2 separate regions of the Sus scrofa genome follow, and region 2 is linked to region 1. The links are chromatin contacts, called in public Hi-C maps. All regions are on one chromosome and are shown on one strand. Each heading gives the region's core, a stretch centred on a gene start, on an enhancer-like site or on the middle of the called end of the contact. The rest is flanking DNA. Distances are from core to core; before and after follow the strand shown.

Region 1 (7,724 bases), core at 2,885-5,384:
GAAAAGGGAATCCTCCTAAGCTGCTGGTGGGAATGTAAAGTGGTACAACCACTATGGAAAACAGTATAGAGGTACCTCAAAAACCTAAACATAGAACTACCATATGATCCAGCAATCCCACTTCTGGGCATATATCTGGACAAATCTTTCATTGAAAAAATACAGAAGTTCCCGTCGTGGCTCAGTGGTTAATGAATCCGACTAGGAACCATGAGGTTGTGGTTTCGATCCCTGGGCTTGATCTGGCGTTGCTGTGAGCTGTGGTGTAGGTCACAGCCATGGCTCAGATCCTGTGTTGCTGTGGCTCTGGTGTAGGCCTGTGGCTACAGCTCCAATTAGACCCCTAGCCTGGGAACCTCCATATGCTGCAGGAGCAGCCCAAGAAAGGGCAAAAAGAAGAAAGAAAGAAAGAAAGAAAGAAAGAAAGAAAGAAAGAAAGAAAGAAAGAAAGAAAGAAAGAAAGAAAGAGAGAAAGAAAGAGAGAAAGCAAGCAAGCAAGCAAGAAAGGAAGAAAGCAAGAAAGCAAGAAAGCAAGAAAAGAAGGAAGGAAGGAAGGAAAGAAAGAAGGAAGGAAAGAAAGAAAGAAAGAAGGAAAGAAGGAAAGAAGGAAGGAAGGAAGGCAGGAAAGAAAGAAAGAAAGAAAGAAAAAGATACATGCACCCCTGTGTTCACTGCAGCACTATTCACAATAGCCAGGACATGGACCTGAAAAAACCTAAATGTCTGTCGACAGATAAATGGATTAAGATGTGGTGTATCTGCACAATGGAATATGACTCAGCCATAAAAAAGAACAAAATAATGCCATTTGCAGCAACGTGTATGGAACTAGAGACTCTCAGACTAAGTGAAGTTAAGTCAGAAAGAGAAAGACAAATACCATACGATATTACTTATATCTGGAATCTAATATATGGCACAAATGAACCTATCTCCAGAAAAGAAACAAACTCTTAGCCATGGAGAACTGACTTGTGGTTCCCAAGGGGGAGGAGGAGGGAGTGGGATGGACTGTAATTTGGGGTTAGTAGATGCAAACTATTGCATTTGGAGTGGGTAAGCAAGGAAGTCCTGCTGTATAGCACAGATAACTATAATCACTTGTGATGGAATGTGATGGAGGATAATGTGAGAAAAAGAACGTATGTATACGTATAACTGAGTCACTTTGCCGTACAGCAGAAATTGACAGCATTGTAAATCAACTATAATAAAAAAAAATTTTTTAATGTGTCTTTAAAAATAATTCAGTGTTTTCCAGTTTGTTAAACAATAAGTATGACTCAGGAGAAAATTTTGATTTCCATCCTTTCCATGGACTAAATGTGTAACTTCAAGCAAGTCATTATGGTGCCAGTTCCATCTGATTGTTGTGAGGAGTAAATGAGCTAACTCAAATGAATTATTTAGCACCCCGCCTAATACATGTTCAACAGCATATTTTAAACTGCCTTTAAAGTGAAGTAATAGATGTAAAAAAGCAAAAGTCCAAGTGATACAAAAAGCTATACAATGCAAAATAAATTTCTTTTGGCAACATCTTCCCTCTGTTATTACTCCTATTATTAGAGATGTCCAAGCAAAAATAACACTTCCCTGTTGATTATAAAGAGAGAGGTTTTTCAGACGAGGAGATAACATCCTTTGAGTCAGAACCAAGTGAAATAACACAAGTATTCTGGCTAAATGCCAGCATGAGTGATTAACATTCTCCAACTTCAAATAATTTTTATTATTAGCCAACACTTGTCCATCCCCAATAATACACACGTTGCATAAAGACCACAGAATGAGGCAGCCTCTCTTGGCATGTTCACAATCTGTGCATACTTTCCACTGAGGGTTTCCCTTTCTTTTTGATTGCTATTCCATAGCTTTTCAACTCCCACTACTTTCAACTCTGGGTTGTTTGCTGACACTAAGTGCCAAGTAGTTCCAAAAAACAAACAAACAAACAAAAATATGGGAGCACCTGTAGAATTTCAGGAAATGAAAGAGGTAAGGTACATTCTAAACATGTTTATTAAGAGTTTTGTTGTTTGTGAAGCAACTGATATTTCTTTCTTTTAACTCTGAGGCTGGGATTGATACACATATTCTGCATTATTTTTCACAAAGCAGGAGAGAGGGGACCATTCTGAAACAGTCTCTCAGTCTGTGTAGATGGGACCAGGACACAAGAACGACAATCGGCGCGGTCTATCTCAACCCTTTTTTAGTCCAGTCCTGAGTCCTTCAAGAACTCAGGCCCTCTGGCCTTTTTTCCGCCTTCTTCCCAGTCGAAGGAAGGGGTGGGGGAGCGGGAAACAATTCAAACTCTCTTTGTAAGCGTGTGAATGAATTTCAAGAATGCTAAACACCTCAGTCTTCCAACCTAATTAGAACATGTAGAAAAGAGGCATTTTTAGGACATTAAAAACTTGCAGCATAATAACCCATCTGAAGAGCGCCACTGTGCGTCCCAGCGGTCGGGGCGCCCAGCAGGTCTTCCCGCGGGCTCTGGCTGTTCTGTGAGCCCCGGATCCCCGGCGGCGCGCTAGTGCGTGGCTAAGCAGCGGGCAGCCCCGGGGGGGCCGGCGCCTAGCCCATCACAGAGCCTGGAGCCAGTGTTGCTTCTCTCTGCGGGCGACTTGGGAACTGCCTGGACTTTTTAACCCGATAAACTGATAAAGGACTAACCTGTCTCGAGTCTTCCTAAGAGAAAGAAAATCACTTTCCTGTCGCAACAGTAAGATTTTGTTACGAAATGCAAAAGTAAAGGTTAAAGCCTGGGAGCTAACCAGTAGCATAATGGCGGGGGTGGGGTGGGGGGAGAGTGGTGGCTGTTAAAACTGTGGATGCAGCAGCCCAAATATCTCGGTTCAAATCCCAGGTTTGCCATTTGAGCGCCTACTCTATGCCAGGCGCTCAGAATACCGAGCTTCCCAAGATTGTCTAGGTTGTGGCTTTCCTGGGGGTTGCTATTATTAGCTTGGTTGCCTTGGTCAAGTTTCTAAACCTCTTGTTTGTTCACCTGTAAGGAGTGCCTGCCTCATAGAATTGTTGTAAGGATCTGAGACACCCTGTATTAAGATATGAACGATTAACACGCTGTCCGACACACAATAGGGGCTCAGGAAGCGTTTGTTCTCTCAACTTAAGCTCACCTGGTATGAGGACAACGCAGAGAGGAGACAGGTGCCACAGTTAAAAGTGATTCTTTGAGCAGTTCTTTTAAACAAGCGCTGGACTCTAAGGATGCTTAGCTGGAGAGAGGAGACCTGGTAGGGGCCCTGGAAGCAAGGGTTCGTAAGCTAGACCATTACAGAAAAGTGGACAAGGCACGGGTGGGCGCCACTAGAGAACTCGGGAGGGACTTCGAGCTAGGGTTTCCCGCCCCGGGTCTCAAGAAGGCGAAATTAGCATTTGCCCCGCCCCCACTGCTTCCCGGCCCGCGATTGGCCCGCACTCCTCAGCGGCCCGCTCGGGGAGGGGGCAGGAGGGCGCCCGAAGAGAGGCCGATCCCGCGGGGCAGTGGGCGGGGACGCGCGGAGAGCGTGGCGGGGCGGCCCACCAACCGAGCTCCAGCTCAAAGGGGCGGGGTCGGGGCGGAGCCTCCTGGCGGGCATTAGAAGCAGGTGACCCGGGCGGGGCGCAAGAGGCCAGTCCAGCCTGCGGCCGCAAGTGCACTACAGCCGTCGTCGCCGCCGCGCGCCGTTGAGTACCCGCCAGAGGTGGGCGAAAGGGTGCTAGAGCGCGGAGGAGGAGCCGAGTCCCGCACGTCCCGGGAGCGCCGCCACCGCCCCCAGGAATCAGCTGGAGCGCGGAGCCCCCTGCAGGGGAGGAGGCGAGCGGCGGGCGGGACGCGGCGGCGGGCGCGCACCATGCAGTCCTGGCGGAGCCAACACCAGCTGCTGGCGGTACTGTGAGGCCGCGGAAGCCCCCGGTCGCCGCACACCGCCTTCCTTTTGCCCAGGTGCTGCCAGGCGCGCTCGCCCTTGGTGGACCCTGGTGGAAGGCACGGCCGACCCCAGCCCTGTCCCGCTCGGATCATGCAGGGGGCCCCGGAGAAGGAGAGGGCGAGTGACCGGTCTGTGGCGACCTCGTTCAGCGGGCGACCGCCTCTCTAAGACACCCCCACCTGCTGCCATGTGCTGCCTCGGGTACCCAGCTTATCGCCAAACTTTCTCGATGCCAGCTCGGTTCAAAGTCGCGTTTCTGAGCTAAGAGCCCCAGGGACGGAGGATTCAGGCTGGCGACTGACTATCTGCTTCTCACGGGATCCTTCGAGGTGAGAGTACGCGCCTTCTCCTCCTCCCAGTTGTTTTCCCTGCCCTTCTGCCCTTTTCCAGAGGGCTGAGCGCTCTGACCTCGGGGTACAGCGTGGAAGGCCGGGCGGAAAGGGAGGCGGGATGAGAGGCGGGGAGTCTGTAGTTTGGTTTCTGGAGGTGGAGGGAAGGGAAGGGAAAGAGGTTAACTTAGAGATCTGGAGACTGCTCGCGAGGACTAAGCCATTGACGCCCCTCTCCTTGGCAGTGGCAGCAATCTTTCTTCTCCCCCACCTTCTTTTTTAAAGAGTACTTTCCCTGGAATCGGAGCCTTAACTGTCCCTCCTCAGCCCTATCCAGCGAAGAGCTGAGCTCTCCCTGCGGAGGCAGCGCCCTCCCGGAACAGTTTATCTTTGGACGGATTTCTTTAAAAGAAAGAGAAACCAACAGGTTGCCAGCCCCGGCGCCACACAAGTCTGCAGAGAGGGAAGCACGGTCCTGGTTTCCCCTGCCTGAGCTGGCCCCGCTTGGGCTGCGGGAGGAGAGGGGAGGGAGGGGGCTATGGCTCGGCCTGACCCGTCCGCGCCGCCTTCGCTGCTGCTGCTGCTCTTGGCGCAGCTGGCGGGCCGGGCGACGGCCGCTTCCAAGGCGCCGGTGTGCCAGGAAATCACAGTGCCTATGTGCCGCGGCATCGGCTACAACCTGACGCACATGCCCAACCAGTTCAACCACGACACGCAGGACGAGGCGGGCCTCGAGGTGCACCAGTTCTGGCCGTTGGTGGAGATCCACTGCTCGCCGGACCTGCGCTTCTTCCTGTGCTCCATGTACACGCCCATCTGCCTGCCCGACTACCACAAGCCGCTGCCGCCGTGCCGCTCGGTGTGCGAGCGCGCCAAGGCCGGCTGCTCGCCGCTCATGCGCCAGTACGGCTTTGCCTGGCCGGAACGCATGAGCTGCGACCGCCTCCCGGTGCTGGGCCGCGACGCCGAGGTCCTGTGCATGGATTACAACCGCAGCGAGGCCACCACGGCGCCCCCCAGGCCCTTCCCGGCCAAGCCCACCCTCTCAGGCCCTCCGGGGGCGCCGGCCTCAGGGAGCGACTGCGTCGCCGGGGGCCCGTCGGTGTGCAAGTGCCGCGAGCCCTTCGTGCCCATTCTGAAGGAGTCGCACCCCCTTTACAACAAAGTGCGGACGGGCCAGGTACCCAACTGCGCGGTACCCTGCTACCAGCCGTCCTTTAGCCCGGACGAGCGCACGTTCGCCACCTTCTGGATCGGCCTGTGGTCTGTGCTGTGCTTCATCTCCACTTCCACCACGGTGGCCACCTTCTTAATAGACATGGAACGCTTCCGCTACCCTGAGCGCCCCATCATCTTTCTGTCAGCCTGCTACCTGTGCGTGTCGCTGGGCTTCCTGGTGCGCCTAGTCGTGGGCCATGCCAGCGTCGCCTGCAGCCGTGAGCACAGCCACATCCACTACGAGACAACGGGCCCTGCGCTGTGCACTGTCGTCTTCCTGCTAGTCTACTTCTTCGGCATGGCCAGCTCCATCTGGTGGGTCATCCTGTCGCTCACCTGGTTCTTGGCAGCTGGCATGAAGTGGGGCAATGAGGCCATCGCGGGCTATGCACAGTACTTCCACCTGGCTGCTTGGCTCATCCCCAGTGTCAAGTCCATCACTGCGCTGGCCCTGAGCTCGGTGGATGGGGACCCGGTGGCCGGTATCTGCTACGTGGGGAACCAGAACCTGAACTCGCTGCGTGGCTTCGTGCTGGGCCCGCTGGTGCTCTACCTGCTGGTGGGCACGCTCTTCCTCCTGGCAGGCTTCGTGTCGCTCTTCCGCATCCGCAGCGTCATCAAGCAGGGCGGCACCAAGACGGACAAGCTGGAAAAGCTCATGATCCGCATCGGCATCTTCACGCTGCTCTACACGGTGCCTGCCAGCATCGTGGTGGCCTGCTACCTGTACGAACAGCACTATCGCGAGAGTTGGGAGGCTGCGCTCACCTGCGCGTGCCCAGGCCCCGACGCCGGGCAGCCACGTGCCAAGCCTGAGTACTGGGTGCTCATGCTCAAATACTTCATGTGCCTGGTGGTGGGCATCACGTCAGGCGTCTGGATTTGGTCTGGCAAGACTGTGGAGTCGTGGCGGCGCTTCACCAGCCGCTGCTGCTGCCGCCCGCGGCGGGGCCACAAGAGCGGCGGGGCCACGGCCACCGGGGACTACGCCGAGGCCAGCGCAGCGCTCACAGGCAGGACCGGGCCACCCGGCCCTGCCGCCGCCACCTATCACAAGCAGGTGTCCCTGTCTCACGTGTAGGAGGAGGCTGAGGGACCGGGACCGAGATCGAGGCCGGCCGGGAGCCGAGGGAGGGAGGTTGTTTTGTTTGGTAGCTTTGCCAAGGTCACTTCCATTTACCTTCCTGGTGCTGATGCCCCCTCCTGGGGCAACCTGGAGAGAGGGGAAAGGGGCTGTTTCAAGGGGAGTACCTGTCCCAGGGCTTCTCCAAGGGGCTCAGCTCACCTGCCTTTTCAAGGGGAACCCTATTTTTAATTTATATGTAGTTTTCTTAATTTTTAACTTTGTTGCATTTTGGCAACAAAATTTCCCTTTGCTTTGGGGGCTTTACAATCCTAAGGTTGGCATTATAATGAAGTTCCACTTGGTTCAGGTTTCTTTGAACTGTGTGGTCTAAATTGGGAAAATATATTTCCTATACTTGTGTCTTTACAAATAATGTGAACAGTGAAAGTTTGGGTTGCTGTGACTGGGAAGTTGACCCCTGTGCTTTTTACAGCTTGTTTCTCCTTCCACTACTTAAAGTGTCCAAGATGCTTTAAGGTGAGCTGCTTGTCCCAGTATTTAGTTCCTAAGTTAAGGGAAACCCCAGGTCATACCAAGGAAGGGGAGCAGAATGTGAATAGGACCTCTTGAAAGTGACAAGGTTGGGGAGTGTTTAGAGATTTGGTGTCTCTCCTAGCTTTACCAAGCTTCAGTTTGTTTTCGGTAGTACTTGTAATCATTCTCATTCTTCACGGTGCCAGCTTTGCTTGAATAAGTTAGAGGTAGCATTATATAGTGTCCTCTAACGTTTGGAATAGTGAGAAAATAAGGGGTGCCGATTGGTCGAACTTGAATTCTAGACTGTTAAGATGGCAGCTTTGTGCCAGAGGAGTGGGTGGTTCTTAATAGACTTCAGCCATCCCACTTTTTCAAAAAAAAAAAAAAAGAAAGAAATGTGTTATAATTTTGGTGAAAGTAAACCTTCCGCTGGAAGTACTTAGTGCTGAAGGGGGCTCCTTTCTACATTTAAGGACTAAAATGGATATACCTCCTGTTAATTAAGTAAATTTCCAACACTTCTCTTATCTGCTCTACCCCCATCCCACCTCCTTTATCATGTTAAACAGCCTTTTTGCTTTTCTTATTCCTCCTCTCCTGGAGAGCTGTGATTAGAAACCACACCCACCCTTG
Region 2 (7,724 bases), core at 2,751-5,250, 440 kb before region 1:
TGCGTATAAAATAAAGTATATCTAAATATCTTTGTCACAGTTATTTGAAACAGTAATAAATAGATTAAAAAAATACATAAGGAGATAAATTTCTAACCAACACAGACAACATGAAAGTAATACAATCAAATGACAGACAATTATGCAGTCATCAGAAATTACTCTGAGACTTTATAAAGCATGCTTCTTCAAATCGAACTTCTTGAAAAAGTTTTCTTTGGCTCTCTTTCCCCAACTCCAGTCACACTAAAATCTACGGTATGGCTTCTATCAGAATCATTCTGATAGAATTATTCTTCTTAAAGTGCATTTATGAGGTCCCCCTACTTGCCAAAATTATTTTCAGGCTTCGTCTTTCTGAACCACTTGCAGTACTTCCTCTCTTTTGGAAACTTTGTCTTCCTTTGGCTCCCATCAGGCTCTGCTGACTCTTCTCCTACGCCACAGAGAGTCCTTCTCATTCTCTTTTGGGGACTCCTTTTCTCCCACCTAGCTCTTAGAGATGTGAAGTGTTCCCCAGAGTTCTTACGGAGGTAGACTTTTCTTCTCATTCTGTAATCCTAGATGATCTCAGACATGCTATAGCTTCCACTACTATCAATACATGCTTTTATTTAGTTTGCCATAAAATGCCACAGCCTGGCTTAAACAACAGAAATGTAGGGGTTCCCTTGTGGCAAAGCAGGTTAAGGCACTGGCGTTGTTACTGCAGTGGCTCAGCTCAGTGGTTGCTGCTGTGGCGTAGGTTCAATCCCTGGCCTGGAAACTTCCAGATACTGTGGGCACAGCCCAAAACAAACAAACAAAGAAAAAAAACAGAAATTTATTTTCTCACAGTTCTGGAGGCTAGAAGTCTGTGAGTGAGATGCCAGTAAGTTAGGGTTCATTTTTTCTTGGGCCTCTCCCCTTGCCTTGCAGGTGGGTACCCTCTCGTTGCCTCTTCCAATGTTTGTCCTTGAATGTACAAATTTCCTCTTTTTATAAGGATACTGATCAGTTTTGATTAAGGTCTGTCTATATGACCTCATTTAACCTTGCTTACCTCTTTCAAGGCCCTATCTTCAAATATGGTGATATTCTGAGGTATCAAGGATTTGAGTTTCAACGGGTGAATTTGGGGGAGGGGGCACAATAACTATAACAACGCTGAAGATTCTGACTTCTCTCTCCAGCCCAGACACCCATCCTGAACTTTAGACAGATGTGGTGAACTGCCTCCTGGACTTTTCTATCTTTTTTTTTTTTTTTTTGCTGTTTCTTTGGGCCGCTCCTGCGGCATATGGAGGTTCCCAGGCTAGGGGTCTAATCAGAGCCATAGCCACCAGCCTACGCCAGAGACACAGCAACGCAGGATCCCACCCGCATCTGCAACACCGGATCATTAACCCACTGAGCAAGGGCAGGGACCGAACCCGCAACCTCATGGTTCCTAGTCGGATTCTTTAACCACTGCGCCACGACAGGAACTCCTGGACTTTTCTATCTTGCACAGACATCCCAAACTTCACAAACCATAAAATTAACTCATTATCTCAGCCACCAGATCCGTGACTCTATCTAAACGCTTTCTTTGTTGATGGGCACCCCCAGATCCCAATCCCAGAAATCACTTCGTTATTCTCTCTCCCATCATCTTCTTTGCCAATGAATTTCAATGAATTGAATTTCCATGAAGTAGAAAGAACTGTTCATTCTACTTCATTTTTTTTTAGATCATCCAAATGAAAGTACAAATACCTTAGAGTATTCATAGGAGTCTCCTGTTATCTGGATGAGTGTCTCATAACCAAATATTGACAGACATTTCATGGCCCACGTTTCTATTTGTGTTTACAGCAATATTTGGGATCTGATAATATCAAAATATTCAGATTTTTTTGTTGGCCAAATGAAAGACAAATGACGTCAAGGCACACCATATTAACCAAAGAGAGAAAACCCATGTTCTAAATGAATCATTACATGACATCCAGTAAAAGAACCAAGCTAAATTCAAAAGTATCAGAATGGAAGCAGTTAGTTTCATATTTGCCTTGCAAGCAGTAATTTAATTTCAGCCAAACTCATTTGTTACATTTAATTAATGTTCTTAATGGTGATATATTTTTTATAGTTTTGCCTCTAAGTCATTTTGTCTACAAATTAGTTATTTTATGGTTGTTTAAGAGCTATCAGCACAGGGAACATATATCTCTATATATTACTATAAGGCAATTCATGGGATCTACAAAAATTTTTTTAAAGGAGTTCCCTTGGGGTGCAGTGAGTTAAGGATCTGGGGTTGTCACTACAGAGGCTCAGGTCACTGCTGTGGCGGGGGTTTAATCTGTTGTCTGGGAATTTTTACATGCCGCAGACATAGCCAAAAAAAAAAAAAGAAGAAAAAGAAAACTATTTTGTATAATACTGGCTCAGGGAACACTGTTTTAGATGCTGAGAGCCCCTTACGTGTTACCTTTCCTCCCATACTGCCAGATTTGTAGCCCCTTTTTGGCAGTGTCTACTATTTAATGGAATACATTTTGTGATTAAACTAACTTTGGTTCTGTATAATTGCCTGAATTTATTCTCCCTGTTCCTCATTCTCCTCAGTTATATTCGATGTCTTTGGTCGTGCTATGTATCTTGAAGGCTACCCTAAATCCTTTCTGGAACAAGAATGAATAGAAATAATTTTAGTAGTCGCCAGGCGGTAATAAACAACGTGAACCTGATAGAATATGGAGTAAATTTGTAAGCTCAGGTGATTTGCGGGTCTCAGGTTTGAGATGAAAATACAAGACCATATATCTCTATCATCAATTCTACGGAAATAAATAGAGGTGACTGCTACTCTCAGTTAATCCAACTCAAAAATCAATAAGCGCGAGGCGGTGTAGTCTTTCCTTCGTCCTTTTCTCCTGGGAAAAATACCAGCGCCCTCTAGAGTCCAAAATGCACCCGTAGTGTCCATAATCTTCAGAGAGTTGAAGGAATAATCCGATATGAGAGATAATTTTTTTTTGTCTTTTGTTGTTGTTGTTGTTGCTATTTCTTGGGCCGCTCCCGCGGCAAGAGATAATTTTTAAAAGTTAATTTGGAGGCATGGAATCCTGGGCCAAGCGCGTGATTATCCTACAAATCACAGTCTAAAACACCCCCCCCCCCGCCTTCAATGTTTTCAAGGATAAGGAATACATAAAAAAAACAAAGGACAGATTTTTTTTTTTTTTTCTTTTGGCCTCACCCGGGGCAGGTGGAAGTTCCCGGGCCAGGGGTCGAACCCGGGCCACAGCAGTGACTACGCTGGATCTTTAACCCGCTAGGAAGCTCCAGATTTTTTTTTAAATCCACTGTTTTCTAAGGCTTCTCATCTTTAGTTGAGCTTCACTGGAACTCAGATAACAATCTCACTATCTTTTAATGCAAAAGACGACCGCGTTTATTTATAGTACGCAGCAGTAACTGAAATTGTAAATACAGAAGCTCCAAAGAACTTGTCGCAGGCGGTCGCGGAAATACAAGCCGACGGCAGTGCATCTGCTCGTGCCGTTCAATCTTTTGTATTCTAGCTTCCCCTAAAGCGACCCCCGCTCGCCCAGGGCTCGCTTCCGGCAGTCCCAGACTCGGTCCAGCCTATGGCACATCCGGCGAGCGGCGGGAAGGGGACGTGTCCGGACCGCTTTGTCCCCTGTTTGCCTTTATCGCAGGCCTGCAGGCTGCGGAGCCCTACGTTCTTACAAAGACCGGGACGCTCCTTTGGGGTGTAGGACTCAGAATACCAGCCGCGGCGCGCCCTGCTCCCTAGCCTGCAGGTGGCATTGTCCTCCTTCCGCAGTAGGGAAGCAGGGGCCAAATACCGCAGCACCACTGCCCTTTCCCCCACTGCGAGCGTAGGGAAGCCTCCCCCACCCACTTCGCCCAAGGTTCCGGAACCCGCCCCTGATCCCAGGCCCCGCCTATCTCAGGAGGTCGGCGTTCGGCGATTGGTGGCGTGGCAGGGGCGGGTCTCCGGGAGGTGGACTGAGGGGGCCGGACCGGGACAAAAGCCGGGAAGAGGCAAAAGCCCTGCCTCCTCAGACCCGTTCTGTTTCTGCGTTGGCTGTTAAGAAGCCGAAACAGCTGGGGCCCAGCTGGGGTTAAGCCAGTGAGTGGCTGTGGCCGTTCCGGGTCATCGCCAGGGTACATTCCCCTGCAGGTAACCGCAAGTTTTTCGAGGTCGAGGTCGGGGGACGGGACGAGGGGTCGGGGGGCGGCCCCTGGCTTTCGCCGGGAGGCTCTGAGTCTGTCAATGGCTGGAGTGGTTTAAAAAAATAAATTAAAAAAAGGAAGCTCAGATCTTGCGTATGGTGGGGGAAACTTAGGCAGTCCTGGTTGCAAGACAGCTGGTGAGGAATCCAAGTATTGGGCATGGGAAAAGAAAATAGGAAGGAAGAAGGTGCTGGATGCCTGGACGTGCAAAAGGCCAGCTCCTGGGCGTGGGAGCGTGACACTGGGCGGCTGGAGGTGGCATGCAGTGACAATTGGAGGGCCAGGTCTGCAAGAGAAAGGAAAACCGGGCTGGGGGAGGATGCAGGGATGCGTGGAAGACGAACTCTTGGGTTCAGGGGGAAGAAAACGTGCGGCCTCGAACGCTGGAGGACTTGGGCGTGTGCCTCGAACTCGAGCTGGCTGGCTGCGTCCGTTTGGGTTGCTTGAAGAAGGGAGGCGAGGGGCGTTCCCTAGGCCACCTGGTGGTGGGCGGGAGCGCAGTTGTGGGTGGAGACCGCGCCGCCGCCGGCTTCTCCAGGTCAGGGCCAGACGACCCCCAGCTCGCTCTCTGCACCCGAGATTTATAGGTCCCGGCACCTTCCGGAGCGGGCGTGAAGACCTGGAAGGAGGAACCGAACCAGCTTCAGTTGCAGCCCTCTTGCACAACGCCCACAAGGACGCATGCACGCCGGGAACCTGCTGGTTACGGCGTCCCCTTAGGACATCCAAACTGCAAGGCTAGCTAACCCAACAGCGAACCCAGGACGCACCCCTCAGTGTGTGCCGGCAGAGCTATCTCCTTTATCTGGAAGCTGCCTGCGGACCTAAAACTGCCCTTTGCCCCTCTGGGTACACTCAGCACTGTACTTTTAAACCAGATAAACCGGGCTGCTCAGGCCAGTATAAAAAGCAACTAAATTCTCCTGACACGACTATTTTGTAAATTACCTTTCTCTTCCCTTTTGTTTTGTTTTAGGAGATAAACTGCACTCAGCTGAGTGTGCAAGATTGGGAAGAATTGGGGTGATAAGAAGTTGTAAAGGTAAGACAGCACTTTCTCCCCTTCATGTCGGCAGTACTGCGTTTCATCGCTCTTGGAAGTCCTGGAGGTGGTCGGAGGCACTGCAAAGGGCCTGAAGCAGGGATCGTTCCAACAATAAATTGCAAATGCTTCCTTGTTTCTTTCAGTCTAGAGGCTTCTCTGCAAGACAGTGATTTTTTTTTTTTTTTTTACCCAGAAATTAATGTAGTTCGTTAACTCAGCCGACAAAACAAAACAGTGGCTAAAAGTTTGGGATCGATGACAATAAAGTCAAAGAGGGTGAGCGGCTCTTTTTTTCTTAAACTGCTCTGTATTAGTCCAGGGTTTATTTTCTAGCATTGCACAAGTATGTCAGGAGATTGGAATCCAGCTGCATTCAGAATAAGTGAACTAGCCTGTTGGCAAAGGCCTTCCTTCTGAAGTCAAGGTTTGGATGGAGACAGAAAATCTGAGGGTCTAGGGTAGAAAGTCAATTCAGTGGAGTCTATAGCCCACTCCATGGGATTCAAATCTGGAAGAAGTAAAATAGTGTTCTACATTATAGTAAGTGAGAGTTTATAATAAGGCTTTGTTTTTGTTTTTGTTTTTTGTTTTTTGTTTTTAGTTGAAAGATGGTAAAAATGTAATGGATAAGTCATTGAAGGAAACCTGCAAGTTTTGATTATGCATTATGAAGTATAGAAAGATTACTGCAGAAAGTGTTTGCTTCAAGTAAAAAATATCACTCAGGATTAAAATTTCATGCATGATATATGACCTTCTATTAACTGTATTTGCCATGAAAGAAAATTAACCAAGTTATAACTCTTGCATAAAACTGTGTGGGAATATGGCCTTGGAAATGTATCAAAACTAAGATAAGTTGCTGCCTTTTTGTTTTGTTTTGTTTTGTTTAGCTGTGACAGTGGGATCAGCACAACCAAATCATATACTTTAAGATGCACTTGAAATTATAAACAAGTAACTGATGCATTCACACCAGTTTTGTTCACTTTTCTAAATTCCAGATGGTCTACTAATCATTATGTTTTAAAATTTTCTTTTTTCTGGAGTTCCCGTCGTGGCTCAGTGGTTAACGAGTCCAACTAGGAACCATGAGGTTGCAGGTTCAATCTCTGGCCTTGCTCAGTGGGTTAAGGATCCGGCGTTGCTGTGAGTTGTGGTGTAGGCTGCAGACGTGGCTTGGATCCGGTGTTCCTGTGGCTCTGGCGTAGGCTGGCAGCTACAGCTCCGATTAGACCCCTAGTCTGGGAACCTCCTGTATGCCGAGGGATCGGCTTTAGAAAAGGCAAAAGATAAAAAATAAAATAAATAAATAAGTAAAAATTTTCTTTTTTCTTTCTTTCTTTCTTTTTTTTTTTTTTTTTTTTTGGTCTTTTTAGAGCTGCACCTGCGGCATATGGAGATTCCCAGACTAGGGGTTGCATCAGAGCTGGAACTGCTGGCCTATGCCACAGCAACGCCAGATCTGAGCTCTGTCTGCAACCCCAGATCCTTAACCCACTGAGCAAGGCCAGGGATCGAACCCATGTCCTCATGCATACTAGTCAGGTTCGTTGTCACTGAGCCACAATGGGAACTCCCATCTGTCATTTTTAAAAAGACTTGGGAGTTCTCTGATAGCCTAGTAGATTGAGGCTCCGGCGTTCTCACCGCTCTGGCTCTAGTTGCTGCTGTGTGATGTAGGTTCAGTCCCTGGCCCAGGAATTCCCACATACTGCCTGTGTGGAAAAAAAGGAAAAAAAAAAAAACCAAAAAAAAAAAAAAAAAGAGAGAGAGAGAGAGAGAACCTGAAATAAACATTGCAACTCTCATTTAAAAAAAAATAAAATAAAAAGACAATTATGAGTCGCTAGAATTTGTTGAATCTCCTCAAGGATAGTTGTTTTAACCAAGACAGATGTGAACGTTCCTGGGCCAGGGATTGAACCTGCACCATGGCAGCATCTCAAGCCGTTAACAGTGACAACGCTGGATCCTTTATCCACTGAGCCACCAGGGAACTACCCAAAAAAGCCTCTTAGGAAAGAGGAAATAGAGCACACATCCTTCTGCTCATCTTGAGGGCCCAGTAAAATGAGGAGTTGGATATAGTGTTCAAATAAACACGAGAGTGAGGAAATAATCTCATTTTATAAGGTAAACCAACAGTCAAGAAGAATATTTACATCATTAAGGGTGTGTTACAGGCCCAGGCTCCCCCACACACTGGCCTGGTGGCTTTGGGAAAGCTCCTTTTCTTTTAGCAAGTAAAATGGGGGTGGGTAGAATGGAAAAATAATTTCCATCTTATAGGGTTATTGTGAGTGCTGACTCAGAAACCACATAAGCATGTAACATAATGCTTTACACAGAGAACCTGTTCAATTCTAATGGTTAATGTAATTATTATTAGGCTTTTTATGCAATCGTGCTATTATGAATTTTGTTCTTTTCTTTTCTTTCTTTCTTT

The links. A called contact is a pair of places that touch in the nucleus more often than the background predicts.
Region 2: a Hi-C map of skeletal muscle shows a contact between it and region 1, with 7 times the contacts expected there. The contact joins the promoter of IDH1 here to the promoter of FZD5 in region 1. A contact is called at or near these places in 2 of 5 promoter capture datasets (fetal liver and liver), 11 of 47 Hi-C or Micro-C datasets (alveolar macrophages, embryonic fibroblasts, epiblast stem cells and 5 more) and 2 of 2 datasets of contacts at active chromatin or transcription factors (alveolar macrophages and skeletal muscle).

Annotation. Positions count from the first base shown.
Region 1 is chr15:110,917,272-110,924,995 of Sscrofa11.1, reverse strand. FZD5 (frizzled-5) reads left to right here and starts at 4,134. Exons shown (of 2, transcript XR_002339431.1): 1 at 4,134-4,270. It overlaps LOC110257173 (a long non-coding RNA gene), which reads right to left and starts at 3,525. Exons shown (of 3, transcript XR_002339433.1): 1 at 3,147-3,525.
Region 2 is chr15:111,358,606-111,366,329 of Sscrofa11.1, reverse strand. IDH1 (isocitrate dehydrogenase [NADP] cytoplasmic) reads left to right here and starts at 4,000. Exons shown (of 10, transcript XM_005672136.3): 1 at 4,000-4,177; 2 at 5,207-5,272.